Regions from separate parts of the Mus musculus genome. Here regions 1, 2, 3 and 4 are each linked to region 5. The links are chromatin contacts, called in public HiChIP or PLAC-seq and Micro-C maps. All regions are on one chromosome and are shown on one strand. The core of a region is the stretch at or near the end of the contact, and the rest is flanking DNA. Distances in the headings are between cores, read along the strand shown.

Region 1 (3,471 bases), core at 833-3,332, 410 kb after region 5:
GTTGTGTGGCAGAAGGCTTTCAGAAGGAATGAAGAGTCCACAGTGAAATTCTCACGATAACAAACTGGGAGTGTGAGAGGAAACATTCTAGTAACAGGCACAGCAGGTGAAAAGGCCCCGAAGCAGTAGCTGAGCCAGGAGCCTGTCCTTGGGTCCCTACATCAGAGACACCAACAAGCTGGAGTTTTCCCCCAGCAAGTCCTGAGGCACAGCAGCAATGTAGCAAATAACACCATTTCTCCTGAGAATCTCATTGAGGCCAACCCAGCTTTTTATTCTGATCTGAATTACTAATATTGTCGCTTGCATCGCACAGCACACGGTGAGCATATGTATGTATATATGTGAGTTATAGAATGGTACAGAGCTCAAGATTTCAGAAGCGAGCTGATAGAAATGTAAATGGAGTCGGTATGGATGAGATAAGGATCCAAACCATCTGCAGAGAGGCTGCTGCTGTGAATGAGGTGGGGCATGGACCGAACACGGAGATGGGGAAATGGGGAGTGGGGAGTGGGGTATGGGGGTGACGACATAGATGGACTAGAGGGAACTGCAGGGATAAAGAGACAGAACCAGGGTATAGGTGGAGAAAACATATGAACTATGGGTCAGACAGGTGATCAGGAGAATGGGCTGACAGCCCGTAAATGGGCTGCATCTATATGCATAACCAAACCAGTCTGAATAGTCTATCTGAATGACAGGCTGATGGAGGCACTGTCATAGATATGCTGGGATTCAGGTTCTTGGTCTTGTGTATCCAATACATTCTTGGCCTTGGTTCCTCTATTTTGTACCCTTGTGGGCCCACAGTCTCAGTTCGTCACATTGGGTGACTGGCTCCCTTCCCACTCAGGACTAAGTCATTTATTCACCCAGGCTGATACATGGGGTTCTCTTCATGTGCCCACCTAGACATGCCATCATCCTCCATTCTCACAACAGAGTAAAAAGTCGCTTGTAAAATGGAGTCTCACAGAGTAGGGCACAACCTCTACCCCCTGCCCAATACCACATTGTTGTATTCAATAGGAACAACTCAGAGCAGGGCCCAGACTCTTCTCAACAGAATCCTAATCCCTCCCAGAGTCTATGAATGTGTGGATGTCTTGACCTCAGCAAAGGGGACTCTTGGGTGCTGGCCAGCTGTGTCGAACTGGGGAGAGTGCCCTGACATAGTGTGTGGACCTGATGGTAAGAGGCCAGTGCCAGGGGCAGGAGGAAGACATCTGGGAGCCATGAGACACAGCAGCCTCTGCACTAGAAAAGGCACCAGCCTGGCCACATTGGCTTTAGCCCAGTGGGCCCAGTGGGACTGGAGTGTTGGGGATCTCTGCAGCTAGCAGACTCCCCTTAATGATACCACACAGCCCAATCCTGCCTCTCCAAGCCCAGATCTTCCCCATAGGCAACTTTGAATAGCATGGCTTCTTTGCCAGCCTACTGTGAGTTATATATGACAGCACCCCTCACTCCACCTGCCCCAGGCACCACCACCCCCAATCTGGACTCTGTCAGACTCACCCAGGCATCCTCTGGGACTCCCATTCCTTCTACAACCTGACAGTACCAGACTTTGACACAAACCCCCAGCTGTTCCACTCCCCACCTTTCTGCCTCCCCGGGCCCCACCCATAGCACCCCTGCCTCTCCCCGAAGTCTCTCCTCTGGTTCCCACTGTTTCCAGATACCTGCACTGTCACCTGGCCCTTGATAATGCTCCCGATGGCCCCACTGGAGACATTGTGGACTTTCTGATTTCTCTCCCCGACCCCCATCCATACCCAGCCACTGGCTCTCAGCACATAGGCCAGATGGCCAACTTTCTTAGCTGGTCTACATGCATTCTTTCCAGAGAATTCCTGGGGAAAGTCCCCACTTTGTAGCTACACACACAGCATTTCTCCCTCTGAAAGATGGCCACTTCCTCTATCTTCTCACAATGGACTCTGGATACCGAGTCAAGGGTAGTTTCAGGCCCAGCTAAATGGGGCCTCATGCCTCTCCATCAGAGGTGGGCATGTGTGACAGTTAATATCAACTGTCAACTTGACAAGATCTGAAATCACCTAGGAGACAGACCTTCAGTCGTGCCTGCCAGGGATCGGTTAGCATCCTAGCATGCTTGTGGGATTATCTTGATGGGATTGAGGTGCGAAAACCCACCCTAATATGAGTGACTCCATTCTCTGAGCTTGAGTCTTTGGTGGCATAATAACAAGGAAGAGAGCTAAGGAGCAGAACACATCCCTCTGTCCCCTGACTGAAAGTGAAGTGACCAGCTGCCACCAAGACTTGCACAACATAATGGGCCGTGCCCCGATACTGTGAGACAAAACCAACACTCCCCTAAATTGCTTTTGTCTGATATTTCATTGCAAAACAGGAAAAGAAACTAAGACGGGGCCTGTGGTTTTATTTACTAAATCTGTCTGTTCTGGGAGGTGCAGATCACGGGTGCCAGCCCTTCTTCACCCACCTCATCCCCATCTTAAAGCACAGAGAAAGCTGGTCGATGAGTCTGCTGACCAGCAGGGGGCGCCTGCCCAATTCTGATGGTTTCCTGCCTATAGCTCATGGATGCAATTTGGAGGTGGCCACTGGGTGGCACCATTATGTCACATATGCCTACTGAGAATCCTGTTGACTGCTGGACAGGGGACAAGTCTGGAATCCAAAGCCCTCATCTGGACTGACTCTGCTATGGGGACTCTGCATGTGAGTGTTAGGCAGATATCCTGAAGGAGCAGGCCTGGACCTGAGCCTCCTAGGCAGGTCTGAACCCAGGATGCCAGAGCTCTCCTGGAGCAGACTGTCCCGTTGTCTACCACGTCAGGTTGGGGACCCAGGATTCTAAGATGAGAAGAGACAGACTTTACCCATCTTGATCCCTGAGTATATCTTCCTGTCTACAGCCTGGGGGTCTTTGTCCCTGGCTCAATTTCACTCACTGGCTTCTGTGGCTGAGGGTCCTTGGGCTCTTACCTCTGTGGAACCTAAAAGCCCCTGAGAGGGACGTTGAATGAATTCAGGGTAGACAAGCCCAACCCTGGGCCAGAGCCTAAACAAGACAAACAGCCCACAGCATTCATTTTGGGGAGGTTGGGCTGGAACCCACTTGGCACAGAGGACCAGGAACTTGGAGGTCTCATAGGGAGGCTTACAAGTTGGTAAGTGAATGGGTTCTGTCTGTCATCTTAGTGTGCAGAATCTCAAATGCGGGCATAGCCCCTGTCACGCAAAGAAGTCATACAATATGACCATTCAAGGTTTCCTTTCAGCACTTACCAGTCTGGCCCTCCTTGAGCCAGGTGCTGAGAGCCAAGCATTCCTGGCTTTCTACATACTGTGAAGTGCTATGCCCGGGAGTCAGCAAGCAGCAGTTTCTGCCAAGCTCCTTGGCCTTTCACCATGTAGTACTTCCTAAGTGCCACCCAGGCCCAAAGGGGGTGGGGCTCCCTGTATATC
Region 2 (3,279 bases), core at 670-3,169, 380 kb before region 5:
GTGTGGCAGCCAGCAGGCCCCAGTAATCCCCATCTCCACCCTTAATAGCCGGGTTACAGGGGTGCATGGCCATGCCCTGCTTTTTACGAGTGCTGGGGCCTGAAACTAAGGTCCTCATGCTTGAGCAACAAGTGCCCTTACCTCCTGAGCCATCTCCCCTACTTGAGTTCCTTGAATTTTTGACTTTAAATTTTCAAATATTTCTGCCCTTTCACCCCCTATGAAGTCCTACATCTCCTTCGTATGCTGTTCAATCTTGCCCAGTTTCTTTATGCTGTGCATTTGCCCTGTGTCTTCAAGTTAAGAAATCACTTCTTTTGAGGACAAATTGTCTCCTAACCCCATTCAGTGTTTTGTCACACTGTGGATTTTTTTCATCTGTACATGTCTGATTTCATTTTTATATCTTATTTGAGAGCAGGTGCCCACAGAGTACAGAGGAGTGTGTTGGATCTCTTGTAGCTGGACTTATAGGCAACATTTCTAAACTTTTATATCTCTATATATTTCATTTTTAATCACTCAACCCTCTCTCCAGTTAAAGTAGGGGCTTATGGAGGGCAGGTGATTAATGGAGTTTTGACTGATGTCCGACTCACAGTAGGTCCAATAGGTCCCCGGACACATCCTGTGGTGATTTCCCCAGTTCCAGAATGTATAATTGGGATAGATATACTCAGAAATTGGCAGAATTCTCATATTGGTTCCCTGAACTGTAGAGTGAGGGCTATTATGGTTGGAAAGGCCAAATGGAAGCCTTTAGAGTTGCCTCTGCCAAAGAAAATAGTGAATCAAAAACAGTATCGTATTCCTGGAGGAATTGCAGAAATTACTGCCACTATCAAGGACTTGAAAGATGCAGGGGTGGTGGTTCCCACCACATCTCCGTTTAACTCTCCTATCTGGCCAGTGCAGAAAACAGATGGATCATGGAGAATGACAGTTGATTATCGAAAACTCTCTCTCTTCAGCAAACTTTCACTGGCATTAGACTTGTTGCTGGGTGCTGGAGGATGTCAGAAAAGTCATCTGAGAACAGTCAACATGTAGGGCAAATGTTCCTAGGACAGAGGGTACTGACTGGAATCCACAACCTCTCTGACCCTTATGGGGTCAAACTCAGAGCTCTTGCTGTGAGGATCGGTTTGTTTTTGTTTTTTGAGACAGGGTTTCTCCGTGTATGTAGCCCTGACTGTCCTGGAACTCACTTTGTAGACCAGGCTGGCCTCGAACTCAGAATCCACCTGCCTCTGCCTCCCAAGTGCTGGGATTAAAGGCGTGCGCCACCACGCCTGGCTGAGGAGAGGCTTGGATACACACTTCTGTCACTTGAGCCAGGCTCGAGGCTTCAACCTTTAATGGTTTGAAGGGAACCAGGAGCGGGACCCCTTTGTTTCCTTTGGGTCTTTTAGGATTCAGTTGACAGGAGAGACAGTAGGGACTTGATCCTTAGGTTAGTTTACCAGGTCGCTGCCAGGTGGACTGGTTCTGCCAAGGCCTCACCTAGCCTCATTCCCTGCCTCTGAAGAGGCCTCGGTGTTTGTTAATCCACTGTCATCCGGCGGGCCCTTCCTGTCTGTGGAGCTTTATCAGAGCACACACAGACATCTCAGTCCTGACTCCACCCTGATTGACAGCCCAGTCTCCCAAACTGCCTACTGATCTTCTCGCCTGAAGCGCACCTAGACCGTGTCCGTTCGCAGTCAGTTTGTGGGTCTGACCGTCTCAGTGGGAGAACTAGCGTTCCTGTGAGCAGGTGCACCAGCCCGCCGTCCCGGACGCAGCCAAAGCGACCCCTAATCCCACTGTGACACCGCCTTCAGCCGGAGGCCGGAGTCTACCCTTCTCTCCGCCTCCCAGGGCCCCGCCCTTCTCCGGGCCTGCCCCTTGCTTAAGATTGACCAATAACAGAGAGTAGTGCTGGACGGCGGTAGGGCGTTCAGACCAATGGGGCTGTGCATTGTTGGGCCGCAGCGCCGCAGGCCGCACCCAGCTTGGCGGCGGGGGCGAGTAGAGGGGTGAGGGTTGAGGGCGGGAGAGGACGAGGGCTGCTGCAGGCGGCGGGGGGTGCGCGGCAGCCAGGGGGCGGAGCCCAGCGCGAGCCGCAGGCGAGGCGGCGGCCGCACTCGGACCCGGGAAGCCGTGCTCTCTCCCCGATTCTCCGCGGAGGTGAGGCCCGGGAGCGCGGCGAGGTCTCCGGGGCCCCCAGCGGGCGTAGGGCAGGGGCGGCGGTGCTGGGCGGGCAGGGCAGGGCTGGGCAGGGCCCGGGGCCTCTGGGGCGCCTCTGGTGCGCTGAGGAGGGCGCGGCTAGGTCGCTGCGGCGCGGGGTGCCCGGGGTCTAGGTGCTTGCCTCCGAGTGCGGGGGCGAGGACACTGCATCGTCGCTTCCCAGGATGGCCCGGACGGACGCGGGGTTCTCTGTGGAAGCGGCTTGCTCGGCTCTGAGCTTCCTGGTGGGCCTCGGGGTCCTCCCGGGTCAGCATTGTGCTAATGGTGGCTCCAAATGCTGGTCACTGCAGAGATTGTGGAAAGGTGCATCTGGGTTCCGCTTGTCGGCTCTTTTAAAAACTGACACCTTCTGCCCCAAGAGAAAAAAGCCAGCTCTGTCCACGGATGGTAGTAATGAGGTGGTCGTGGAACTTCCTGGAGATGGGGCTTGCCTTTCCTCTCTGTTTTATCGTTCAGACCTCTTCCTAAAAACACTTCGTTTTTATAATTCAGTTCCTGGTTCAAGGTATTTGGTAGATGAGTTGTGTTTGTTTTATGCACACCCATCTTAAAAATAAATATTTTGGTTCACCTGAAACTGCTGTTGTTTTGACCATGATTTTAGGCCTAACGTTGTTAAACTCCCAAAGACCAAGAACAAAGCTAAAATCTGTCTATGCATAACTGCTCAAGAATTTCAGAGAGATTGTGTGTTTGTCAAAAGTGGGTTGAAATCTCAGTCGGGATAGGAACTAGATTGCTAAGGGATCCGCTATGTCTCCTTTGCAAGCAAGCTGGGAGTCGTGGGTGGACTCAACAGGCTCCAGAGAGGAAGGAGGTTGCAGGTCGGAGGTGAGTTTTATGCGGGTGGGATTCTAAAAATCGCAGTCTTTAATTAAAGCCAGTGACGTAGGGATCACATTTTAATTCTAAAACTTTGCTATGCTTCGTCAATTCGCAGCCCAGAATGGTCTGGAACTGAAAATTTCTGCCTCTGCCCCTAGTTCTAGGATTACCTTGAGGTTGACACCACACCCTGATAGTAAAGTTGTTTTTTGAGGAAGTATGAAT
Region 3 (3,242 bases), core at 206-2,705, 330 kb after region 5:
CAGCATGTAGCCATCATCCCCAAGAGCCTAGGTCACTCAGTAGCGAGCCCTGCAGATGCCCTTGCAGGCTTCCCTTGCAGGGCTCCCAGGGCATCCCTTTGCCTAGGCAGGCATCACTTGGAAACGTGAGGCTGTGTGCAGTCAGGGCTTGGGCTAGACTACCTGTTGTCCCCTCAGCTTCTCATATGACAGCATCTCTGACTCAGGCAGGTCCACAATGCTGCCTGCAAGGGGAGAAGCCATCTCTCCAACAGTACCCGACCAGTGCCCACTTGCCCTTCCCCTCATCGTCCTCAGGCTCCCACATCCTCAGAACTAAACCAGCCTCTTCGGGGGGCACTCTCACCAAAGAAGCATCCCATCTGAAGGAGTACCCACATTCCTAAAGAGCACTCTGTCTTAGGGACCATCCACACACTGGGGACTACCTCAGTCCCTAGGGAGCATGGTCCACAAAGCTTTTTCCTAATAACTCCTCCATATCCAAAGGTGATACATGCTGTCACCTCCTCCTTTGCTTCTAGGCTGGGTTGGGGGTAGGGATGGGGGGTGGGGAAGTTCCAGGGCTTTGATGGCACTCAGTGTGGGGGTGAATATCCAGACACAAACACCATAAGGCCAGACCTCCTCTTCCTCCAATATACTGATGTTGGAGTCATCTGGGGGCTTCTATACAAACCAACTGAAGTTGTTTTGATCAGTGGCCCTTGTTGGGGCCTCTGGGTAAGAAGGACTTGTTAAAAAACCTTGGCGGTTCTTCCTCATAGTTCACATTCTCAGGTGACAGCACATGGCACTTTGCAAGCCCTGAGTTAGAAAGTGCCCAGGACAGGCATCAAGAAGTGTGTCCTGCACGGGCACAGTACTCAAGACAGGCCCATGGTCTGAAATGTTTGTCGTCTGCCTAATCCTAGTTGGACACCCCTGCCCTGAGGGTAGGTCCTGTGGGTCCTCTAGGGCTGCAGTGCCCACAAGGAGGTTGCACTATCCTCAAGGACTGCAGGGAGAAGCAGCCACCAGAGCAGGGACAAGTCCAGATGCCACAGGTCATGGCTCCAAGGTCCTCAGAATGACTTTCTGATGAGGCCTTCTGCCAGTGGATTGCCAACTCCCCTCCCTTTCCGGTCTATCTGACCTGTGTAATGAGGTCCTGGCCAGCCTTGGTGGAGAGAATGGTACTCCTTTAGTTCTAGCAGGGAAACGCTAGGTCTGGAAAGTCCAATTTATTCTCTTGGCCACATCCTCCCTGCAGACCTGGGGCTGCCTGGAGGCAGAGACCAGTGCCTCAACTCAACTCAGGCCACACGTGACAGAACCTCTGTGAAACTGACACGAGATCTCCCCAACATTTGATTTGCTCGCCCTCTCTTAAACCTACTCCCACAAAATCACGCTGCATGGGGCAGGTCAGTTTTGAGTTTGTCAAAAGCGCAGGTCTGGAGCGTCCCCTCCAGCTGTGAAAAGCGGGATCACACAGCATTAAGATTCAACTTCAACAATTGCCAACATGGGTATAGAGCTTGGGAGCTTGATCTGGGCCTCGACTGACACCGTGGTTATGATTCACGATCCCGCAGCGCTGAGAGGTACTCAGAGGAGGGAACTGAGGCTGACTGAGGAGGTGGCTCTGCAGGGGAGCAGGGACCCTAAGCTCCAAAGGAATGATGCGCACCAGCAGTGTCTCTGCCATGCTGCTACAAGCGCACTCTCCAATCAGGCCGCGGACCCCGAGCCAGCCCCTTACGAGCCGGTGTGCGCGCCCGCGCGCGCTCCGTCGCCTGTAACCGAGTGAGGTGGAGACTACGATCTTAGAAAGAGCAGGCTTCTAGAACTCACCGCTCAGGCCAGCCCGCGCTCAGCCGGGCCCCGCAGGCTGCAGTTGGCCCTGGAGGGGGCGCCCTCGCCGAGTGCGCGCCCTGCGCCGCCGCCTAGGGCTCCTCCCCGGCGCCGCCGGCAGGTTCGCCCAGGCGGCCGCGGGCTCCGGCTCCCGGCCCGCTCCCCCCGGGCCCGCGGCTCGGGCCTGCGGGGCGCCCCGCCCCGCCCCGCTGCGCCCTCCCCGCTGCGCTACTGGACTCAAGTTGGAAGCCGAGCCCGGGCGACAGCACTTGCGCCAAGCGCTCCGCGGCGGCGGAGACGCTGCACCGGCGAGCGGGGAGGGCGAGGCGGCGCCCGCACGGCCGAACGCGGACCTTGGGGGGCGCCCGCACTCGGGAGCAGCAGGAGGACCGCGGGTGTCGGCGCCCAGCCCCGCAAAGTAAAGTTGCAGGGACCCGGAAGAACGGCAACCTGCGCCCCGGCTCGCTTAGCCCCAGCCAGCCCGTTGGGAAGCAGAGTGTCCGGGCCGCCGCCTGCAGCCTGCAGCCCAGTCGGGCACCCGGACCGTGGAGCCGCTTGCGTGCACCAGCTTGGACACCGCATCTCCGTGGGCTGGCGGCCGGGACGCTCCCACTGAACCCAGGCCGAGGGCGGGGCCGCTCGAGGACCCGGGACCTACCCCCATTCCCCCCCACCGCCGCGTCGCCGCGCTCTCTGGGCACCTCCAGCTCTGCACTTACGCGCGCGGCAGCTGCGGGGAGCCCGGCAGCCACGCTCTCCGGCGCGCCGCCCGCCCGCCGGGCCACCACGGCCGAGAGCCGGCTGCGGGGCTTCGTGGCCCCCAGCCGGCGCGCCGGAGGAGCAGGCGGCGATGCGGACGCCGACCCTGGCTGTGGGGCGCCCGAGCTGCCGAGGCTGCGCCCGGGCTCCTGGCAGGACCGCGTAGCTCTCGGGAGGACCATGGCGTCCCCAGCGCTGGCCGCGGCGCTGGCGGCGGCGGCGGCTGAGGGCCCCAACGGGAGCGACGCGGGCGAATGGGGTAGCGGCGGGGGTGCCAACGCCTCGGGGACCGACTGGGTGCCACCGCCGGGCCAGTACTCCGCAGGTGCTGTGGCGGGGTTGGCAGCTGTGGTGGGTTTCCTCATCGTTTTCACCGTGGTAGGCAATGTGCTCGTGGTGATCGCTGTGTTGACCAGCCGAGCACTGCGCGCCCCGCAGAACCTCTTCCTGGTGTCTCTGGCCTCAGCTGACATCCTGGTGGCCACACTGGTCATGCCCTTTTCTCTGGCCAATGAGCTCATGGCCTACTGGTACTTCGGGCAAGTGTGGTGTGGTGTATACCTGGCACTGGACGTGCTCTTCTGCACCTCGTCCATCGTGCACCTGTGTGCCATTAGTCTGGACCGCTACTGGTCGGTGACGCAAGC
Region 4 (3,571 bases), core at 503-3,002, 440 kb after region 5:
CAGGAGATGTGGATGCCCTTTCCCCATTTCTGACCACCATCCCTTGCTGGTCTAGTACTGAGGCGCCACTCTGATGCACGGCTCCAGAGGGAGTGCTGGGTAAGACCAGGCAGGTCTCTCTCTGCCCAATGGAGTATGGGAGCAGCACTTATCCACGGTGTAAGGTGTAACCGGTGTAACCACAAGGGGCCAGGACCAAGGGCCAGGGCCCTAGGGCAGAGGGAATTACAACCCTGGTGCCTAAGAAGCCCAGCCTGGCTCCCCCATCCAGAGAGCAGAGAAATAAAATGGAAGCCACAGCACCCACCCAACAGGCTCCATTTTACAAGCAGGAAGGTACTGTTCACAAGGGGAGCCTGGAACTTGCAGAAGTTGGACGGTTCTCTCCATCACCATTTTTAGTAGGGCTCCTTTCTGGTCTGTTTCTTCATCACTTCAAAAAACAACCCCGAGCCCTGCAGTGATGCCTCATGCCTTTAATCCCAGCACTCAGGAGGCAGGGGCAAAAGGATCTCTGGGCTAACATAGATACCCTAACTCGGAAAAACGAAAAACCATATCAAAACAAAAACAAACCACCACCAACAACAAAACCAACCTGAATTGGCCGGCCCAGGGGTTGTGCCTGATTCCTACAAACAAATATCATTGCTAATTTCTCCCTCCCCGCCCCCACCTCTACCCAGGTCCCTGAGTATGTCTGAGCTGGGACACCCAGGAAGTAACAGCACTTGGGACACTCTGAGTCAAAGTTGGAGACACCCAACTTTGACTCAGAGCCCTCACCTATGAAATGTGGCTGCTTGCCAGCGATTCCTCTTGCCTTGCCCAATATGGCTCCAAAATCAAGTCCTATCGTGCACAAAACCCACTTCCCATCCAGGTTTCTAGCCAGGGTGCAGACCCCAAAGGTTCCTTAGCCTGGCGGCTCATCCATCCTTCTATATCCTCAAGAGCCACTTATAGTGGGAGGGAGGGGAAGCGCTCTCTTTTCACATTAGTTTTTCCCTTTGAAGTATAGGGTGACTCTATTTCCCTCTATTTCTCTTGTTGGGGAGATTAAACAAAGTGGGCTCCGGGCCTGCAGTTGCCTTCTCCTGGACAGTGGGACACACTTCTTTACGCACTGTCTGTGACCCGCACTGAGCAGCTAGATGGGCCTTCCGTGATAACCCGCATCCAGTGAAGCGTTCCGCTCAGTGACTAGGCTGTCCCCCTATTCCTGTTGGAAGTGGATCACAGCTCCGTTGGTCTCAGCGAAGTCTGGGTTACCCTCTGCGGCCTTGCTCCTGAAGCGGGGGAAGAAAATTCACTTTGTGCAGGGCAAGAGAGGCAGAAAGAGGAATTGTTCCTCAAGACCTGCAGTCCCGCACAGTGGCTAGGCACGAAGCTCTTACCAGCCTGAAAGAGAGTGAGAAGGCCGGGCAATGGAGGTGCCAGAGCAAATGTAATCTGTTCCTACCCAGCGTGACACCATGGGGCACCTTCGGGCTTGACTCTCTTTACACACCGAAACTGAGCCCGGGATATGAGAGCATTCCATCGCAGCGCGATGGCACCAAGAGCATATTTCGTTACGCGTAAGAGTTAAAACATGCTGCGTCTCTGCAAACTTGTTTTGGCAGAATCCCCGTTTTAAATTACACGCGAGGTCTTAAAAAAAAAGAAAAAGACTGCGGCCCAGTCGGCAATAGTCCTTACCCGCGCGCAAATACACAGTCACAGGGACTCACGCACAAACCGAGCGTTCTGCGGGTTCCGACACGCTCCCGGAGGGTGAGCAAGGCTCTCCTCGGATGCGATTGGCCAGTCTGGGCTTCACAGCGACCCTGTAGCCAATGGTCGACCTCCCAGCCGAGGCCCCGCCTTCTCCCACTCCCTGGCGCGGGTACCGGGGTGGGGGGCGCCGGAACGCATCTCGCGGGGTCGTACCCCCAGGACCACCGGGTCTCCTGCCCTGGGCCCTGCCACCACCTGCGCGCAGAGTCCGGCCGGGCAGCATCTCCGGCAATGGCTTCTCTCCGGGCTGCAGCGGGTCGTTGGGGCTGAGCCTACGAAACTCGCGCCGCCCCGCCCCCGGCACCGCCCCCTCCCCCTCCCGTGAGGCCAGCCGGGGCGGCGACCTGAACCGCTCGGAGAAACGCGAGGGAGGCTGCTGCGGGAACGGCCGTCCGCGCGCACCCGCTCCCGCCCAGCCCAGCCCGGCACAGAAGCCGACGCCCGCCTCGTGGAGCCCGACGCCCTCACTCCGGGCAGCGGCTCTCCAGGGCCAGGCCGCGCGTGCGCCAGGCGGCCGTTCGCCACTATCCAAACGGGGCCGGGAAGAGCAGCTGCGCCCCAGGCAACCAGGGACCCCCAGGATCCCAGCCTTGCCCGACGGGCCCGCGGCCGCGATGCCGGATGAGCTGACCGAGCCCGGGCGCGCCACACCAGCTCGCGCCTCCTCCTTCCTCATCGAGAACCTGCTAGCAGCCGAGGCCAAGGGCGCGGGGCGCTCAACCCAGGGCGATGGCGTCCGCGAGGAAGAGGAAGAGGACGACGACGACCCCGAGGACGAGGATCCGGAGCAGGCGCGACGACGACTACAGCGGCGGCGACAGCAGCGCGCGGGCAGCGGGCCGGGCGGGGAGGCGAGGGCCCGGGCACTGGGCCTAGGGCCCCGGCCGCCTCCTGGGCCCGGCCCGCCCTTCGCGCTCGGCTGCGGAGGTACAACGCGGTGGTACCCACGGGTGCACGGCGGCTACGGAGGTGGTCTAAGTCCTGACAGTGAGTGAGGTTGCGGGGAAGGGGTGGGCAATGGTCAGGGCTCTGCTCCCTCCCTATGCATTCTTTTGGTGACTTCGGGCTTAGTGAGCTCCTAGTCTTCCTGTGTACTGGGGCCTGGGTGGTATGAGATCCCCTTGGATGGGCAATTGTTGGAGACTGGGGATGGCACTGCATGTAGGAAGCTGCTAAGGCTAGGATCAGGCCCAAGAACACAAAATTCGGAGAGGAGAGTGAAATAGGCCTCGGAAAGATGAGAAGGGGAAAGAGTGTGTTTGGAGAAACATCGAAGGTGAAAGGGAAGTGAAGGAAGAGGAAAGGTGGCAGAGGAGGGGAGGCCGCGGGGGTCAAGCACTAAAATAAAAGGGGCAGAGCTGAGAGACCACAGCTATGGAGGCTGGATGGGAGGCCTTCTTCTATAGCAATTGCAACCCCAAAGTATCCTTTGCCCTCCCTGCTGCGCAGTAAGACCATGGGCTGGGCCTGAGCCTGCGTTGGGTCTTCTCAGGCCCAAAGGCTGAGGCTGGTAGGAGCCCACTCTGAAGGGTCCATCCCACCCCTCTCTTCTTTTCTTGCCCCTCCCCCTCTTTGGCCTTTGTTTCCTGCAGAGGGCTCAGAGAATGGGGGTGGGGGCTTCTCAGTCCCAGAACCCACTTACCCCTCTGGCCTGGACATCCTGACTCTGACTGCCTGTCTCCAGAGGGTCCAGACCTCAACCTCTCTTAGGACCTGCTCATTAGAGAGCAACCCTTGAGACTAGAAGGGTATTTCAACCTTCCTCACCCCAGCCCCTTGAGCCAGCCGGGTC
Region 5 (3,565 bases), core at 907-3,406:
CCTTGTAAAGGTGCTACCAGAGAGGAACAGAAATCTGGGAGATAGCAACCTAGGGGCAGTAAAGGGACAGAACATGGGCTGAGCATGGTCTGCCCATCCATGACCACATGAAGGATCTTGGCTGGAGGAATAGAGATTTCACAGTGACTAGCTTCTTCGCCAGCCTGAGGATCCAGGCTTGGGGACTTGAGCTTTCGTCCCTGTTCCTACATCAAGTCTATAAGGCACCTGGAATGCAGCCCAGTGTGGAGGAAATGAAAAGCAAAAAAGACCCCTATGCTGGACGCCTTTCACAGCCTCTGCTGGCTGCTCTCCGTCCTTCTTGGTGTCTCCCACAGCTCTGGGAGGCAGCCCCCTGTGGCCTGCTTCCTTCTGGCCTGGTTGTGCTTCCTTCAAAGGTCCTCTGCCTTCTCCCTACCTCCCTTTTTGTACGCTGGGATAGCTTATTGACATTAGGTCCTTTATAGTTGAGGTTCCACAAGGGCACAGAGGGTCAGGGTGACAGGCAACAAGAGGACTGTCAGCATCTCTAGGGCTGGAAGTAAGATAAGAGTGGTCATGGGATAGGGGAGAAAGCAGAAAGAGCAGTGACCCACACAAAACGACAACGCTGTGCTACCTAGCAGGGTTGACTGCTGGCTGTAGAATGGATCAGCAATGAATGTTTAAAGGGGGAAAAGACAGGAGAGGAAGAAGCAGGGCCAAGAAAGTAAGCAGAGAGATTTTGAGCTTGAAGGAGGTCATTGAGGCCAGGCTGAGAGAAGAGGTGTGAGGGGGTACCACATGCATAGAAATAGGGCTCTGTTACTCCATTGGCCTCAGTGTCACAGGGCTTCCTACTCAAGACACATTGACAGTCAATACATCTACCTATGCAGTGAAACGAAGCTGCACACTGACAAGAACACAGGGTTTACTGTCCTGGAAACACTGGAGGGACTACCAGTCGTGACTTACATTTCCTGAATTTAGGGAGGAAGTGAGTGTTAAAGGTTACAGCTATGGGGTTTTTATGATGATTTAATCTCAAGACCAAGAAGCTTGAACCAGGCTGGGGCTGGTGTTTGAGAAAAAGAGGGCCTAGGCAGTGAATTCCTGGTCTAAACTTTTTAAGTAAAATGCCCAGTTTCCTGTTTTCTGAAAGTACTTTAGCTAGTTTCTAACTGGGAATGAAACTTCTGAAGACGCTGTGGCTGCTCGGAAGTCAATGTGGGAAGGGAAGGGGAATTCTGCCCTTGACGTCTTTCACCAAAGAAAGGTCTCCTTGAGGTAGACAAGGTCCAATGTTCTGAAAAGGTTGGGCGTAGGAACTATAAAACCAGTTTGTGCAACTATTGTATCATAGCCTGAGTGGTGCTTGGGACAGGATTGATGTATTTCTCTCCATCTCAAATGCACGCCCTCAGGTAGATGACCCCTCTCCTGGCAGGTGGGAAACTTTCCTCACAAATGCATCGTGTCTCAGAGCTGCCCCTTGAAGGAGGACGAAGTGGTCTCTCTCTGCACGTGAAGAAGATCACACATCCCAGCTCTCTGCAACCATTCAAAAAAGAAACCCATCTGGCTTTTGCGATTTAGTAGGGTAGCTCAACCCCTCAGCTGGACCAAGGCGGAAGTCCCGCCCCGGCCTCCATGCTCCGCCCCGCCTCCGTCTAGCCTTAAGCCCTGGATGTTGAGCTTTCCGTTAGGTCTTCAGTCCCAGGCAAGTCCCTACTTCTTGAGCGCTTCTGTGCTAGGAGTCCGATCCCGCCTGACCCCGAGCCACTGTCCAGTAGGGCGGACTTTGCTCTCCAGGAGCCCGGCCCCCAGAAGCCGGATCCCGTTGGTCCCTGACTCCAGCTGTCCAACGACCTGATCTATCCCCTCATCCAGCTCCGTCCCCCAAAACCTGACTCCACCAAAATCCTAAACTTGGTGAATCTCGAATGAGCCCCACCAAGAGCCCAAATCACACCCTCCAAAAGCGGCTGAACTCCCCACCCTTCCAGGAGCCACACCCCCAGAAGCAGGACCCGCGGGGTCAGAGTCCCGAAGCGCACAACGGCCTGACCCGCCCCTCACGGGTCCCGCCCCCAGAGCCCCGCCCCCTAGGCCCTGGGCCCCACCCCCAGGAGTCGGAGCTCCTCTCTCAGGGGCCGGACCCTGCCCCTCCCGGAGCCCCGCCCCCGGCCCGGCGACGGCGGTGACCGTTGATGCTTTCGGCGGGCGCCCGGCGGGAGCAAGCGGCGGCCCGGTAGGTGAGCGGAGCCGGCGCGCCTCCTCGCGCGTCTTTCTTCTCTGGCGCGCGCCCCCGCCCGGCCCGGCCTTGTCCTCCTGCGGCCGTGGGGCCGAGCTCGGGCACCGCCCGCGCCTTCTTTGTTCGCGCGGGACTCCGGGAACTTGCCCGCGCGGGCTGCGGCCGGGGTCCCGCGCAGGCCGGATGTGCGGGTTCCGCAGGGCTGCAGCCCACCGGACTCGGGCGGGATCTGACCCGGCTCAGAAGCCGGCCCGGCTGGCCATGAGGGGACTTTAATGTCCAACTCAGCCCGCGGTCTCATTGTTTGGGCAGAGACCGTATCCAAGGACCCGAACTGAGGAAATGTAGGGCAAGAACGCAGGGCAGCCCACAGCGAGCGAGCATCGAGAATAGCTGGAGGGGTTAGAGCTGGGAAGTGTAGACAAGGGGGTTCAGAGTGTAGATAGAGGGGCCCCAAACCTGTGGACTGTGTGTGTGTGTGTGCGCAGAATTGTAGAGTGTAATAAGGGCTCAGCTGTGAAGTGTAGATGAAGGGGTGGTGTGTAGCTAGGGCCCAACCCCTGGAGTGTAAACAGAGGGGCTTTGACCAATAGAATACAAATGGAGGGGCCCAGGTTCCTGAAAAGGCCTCAGATGGAGTGTAGATGGAGGTCGCCCTGGTGAGGAAGCCTTGAGCCTACATCAAGCAACTGGTGTGTGGGAGAGGGGAGAGAAGCAAAATCAATTGTGAATCAAGGGCCTGCTTACATTCTAAAAGTTTCTGAAGAAAGCACAGTTGTCAGCAGGACAATTTCTCCAGAAAAACTGGGATAAAAATGTTACATCTTTTTATTTGGGGGGGGGGGGCTGGATGACAAGTACCAAGTACTCAGGCTGGCAGGATCTGGACTTCAGGCACACTGCTGGGATAGAGAAAGTCACGGGGTAGAGGGAATGGCTTAGGTAAGACTCTGGAGTAGGATGGATCTTTAAAGGATGCAAGGCCATTTCTGTGAAGTTTCTTGGAACCTACCTCAGTGGGACAAAGGAGGAGGGTTGCTTCTGACAGGAAAGATGAAAGGCTGGAGAGCTGGCAAAGGAGATCAGCAAATACCGGAGCTGAGGAAAGGCCCTCAGACTTGGGGTGGCCTGTGTGTTGCCAGTCTTGGCGCAGGAGTCAGAAGGCAGGGTTTATACTGAGTAGACCAAATTGCAGTGCATCGTGGAGTTGCCAGCTTGTGACATGAGGCACTTTGTGGTCATCCCCTGTGTCAAGGGCTGGCTCACTTTTTGCATTCTGTTTAGAACAACAACCTCAGAGGGTGGGAGCGTGGGTAGTCACAAAGGTGA

Evidence for each region. Hi-C and Micro-C count contacts between places; a contact is called where the count stands out from the background. HiChIP or PLAC-seq counts read pairs in DNA pulled down with a chosen protein or histone mark.
Region 1: a contact with region 5 is called in an H3K4me3 HiChIP or PLAC-seq map of forebrain, with 4 times the contacts expected there. The contact joins the promoter of 4930478P22Rik here to the promoter of Rgs12 in region 5. A contact is called at or near these places in 2 of 39 promoter capture datasets (hippocampal neurons and pre-B cells) and 2 of 115 datasets of contacts at active chromatin or transcription factors (embryonic forebrain and forebrain).
Region 2: a contact with region 5 is called in a Micro-C map of embryonic stem cells, with 2.3 times the contacts expected there. The contact joins the promoter of Add1 here to the promoter of Rgs12 in region 5. A contact is called at or near these places in 2 of 39 promoter capture datasets (macrophages and neural stem cells) and 3 of 484 Hi-C or Micro-C datasets (all in embryonic stem cells).
Region 3: a contact with region 5 is called in a Micro-C map of embryonic stem cells, with 2.8 times the contacts expected there. The contact joins the promoter of Adra2c here to the promoter of Rgs12 in region 5. A contact is called at or near these places in 1 of 39 promoter capture datasets (embryonic stem cells), 1 of 484 Hi-C or Micro-C datasets (embryonic stem cells), 1 of 115 datasets of contacts at active chromatin or transcription factors (forebrain) and 1 of 9 other capture datasets (adipose tissue).
Region 4: an H3K4me3 HiChIP or PLAC-seq map of forebrain shows a contact between it and region 5, with 3 times the contacts expected there. The contact joins the promoter of E130018O15Rik here to the promoter of Rgs12 in region 5. A contact is called at or near these places in 1 of 484 Hi-C or Micro-C datasets (embryonic stem cells) and 1 of 115 datasets of contacts at active chromatin or transcription factors (forebrain).

The regions. Positions count from the first base shown.
Region 1 is chr5:35,359,471-35,362,941 of GRCm38.p6, forward strand. 4930478P22Rik (RIKEN cDNA 4930478P22 gene) reads left to right here and starts at 2,083. Exons shown (of 4, transcript NR_046060.1): 1 at 2,083-3,173.
Region 2 is chr5:34,571,745-34,575,023 of GRCm38.p6, forward strand. It overlaps Add1 (adducin 1 (alpha)), which reads left to right and starts at 1,920. Exons shown (of 16, transcript NM_001331082.1): 1 at 1,920-2,169. It overlaps Mir7036b (microRNA 7036b), which reads left to right and starts at 2,407; the gene lies at 2,407-2,469.
Region 3 is chr5:35,277,111-35,280,352 of GRCm38.p6, forward strand. Adra2c (adrenergic receptor, alpha 2c) reads left to right here and starts at 1,456. Exons shown (of 1, transcript NM_007418.3): 1 at 1,456-3,242. The coding sequence starts at 2,776.
Region 4 is chr5:35,386,724-35,390,294 of GRCm38.p6, forward strand. It overlaps E130018O15Rik (RIKEN cDNA E130018O15 gene), which reads right to left and starts at 1,753. Exons shown (of 2, transcript NR_152157.1): 1 at 1,702-1,753. It overlaps Hmx1 (H6 homeobox 1), which reads left to right and starts at 2,138. Exons shown (of 2, transcript NM_010445.4): 1 at 2,138-2,766. The coding sequence starts at 2,394.
Region 5 is chr5:34,947,292-34,950,856 of GRCm38.p6, forward strand. Rgs12 (regulator of G-protein signaling 12) reads left to right here and starts at 2,157. Exons shown (of 17, transcript NM_173402.2): 1 at 2,157-2,233.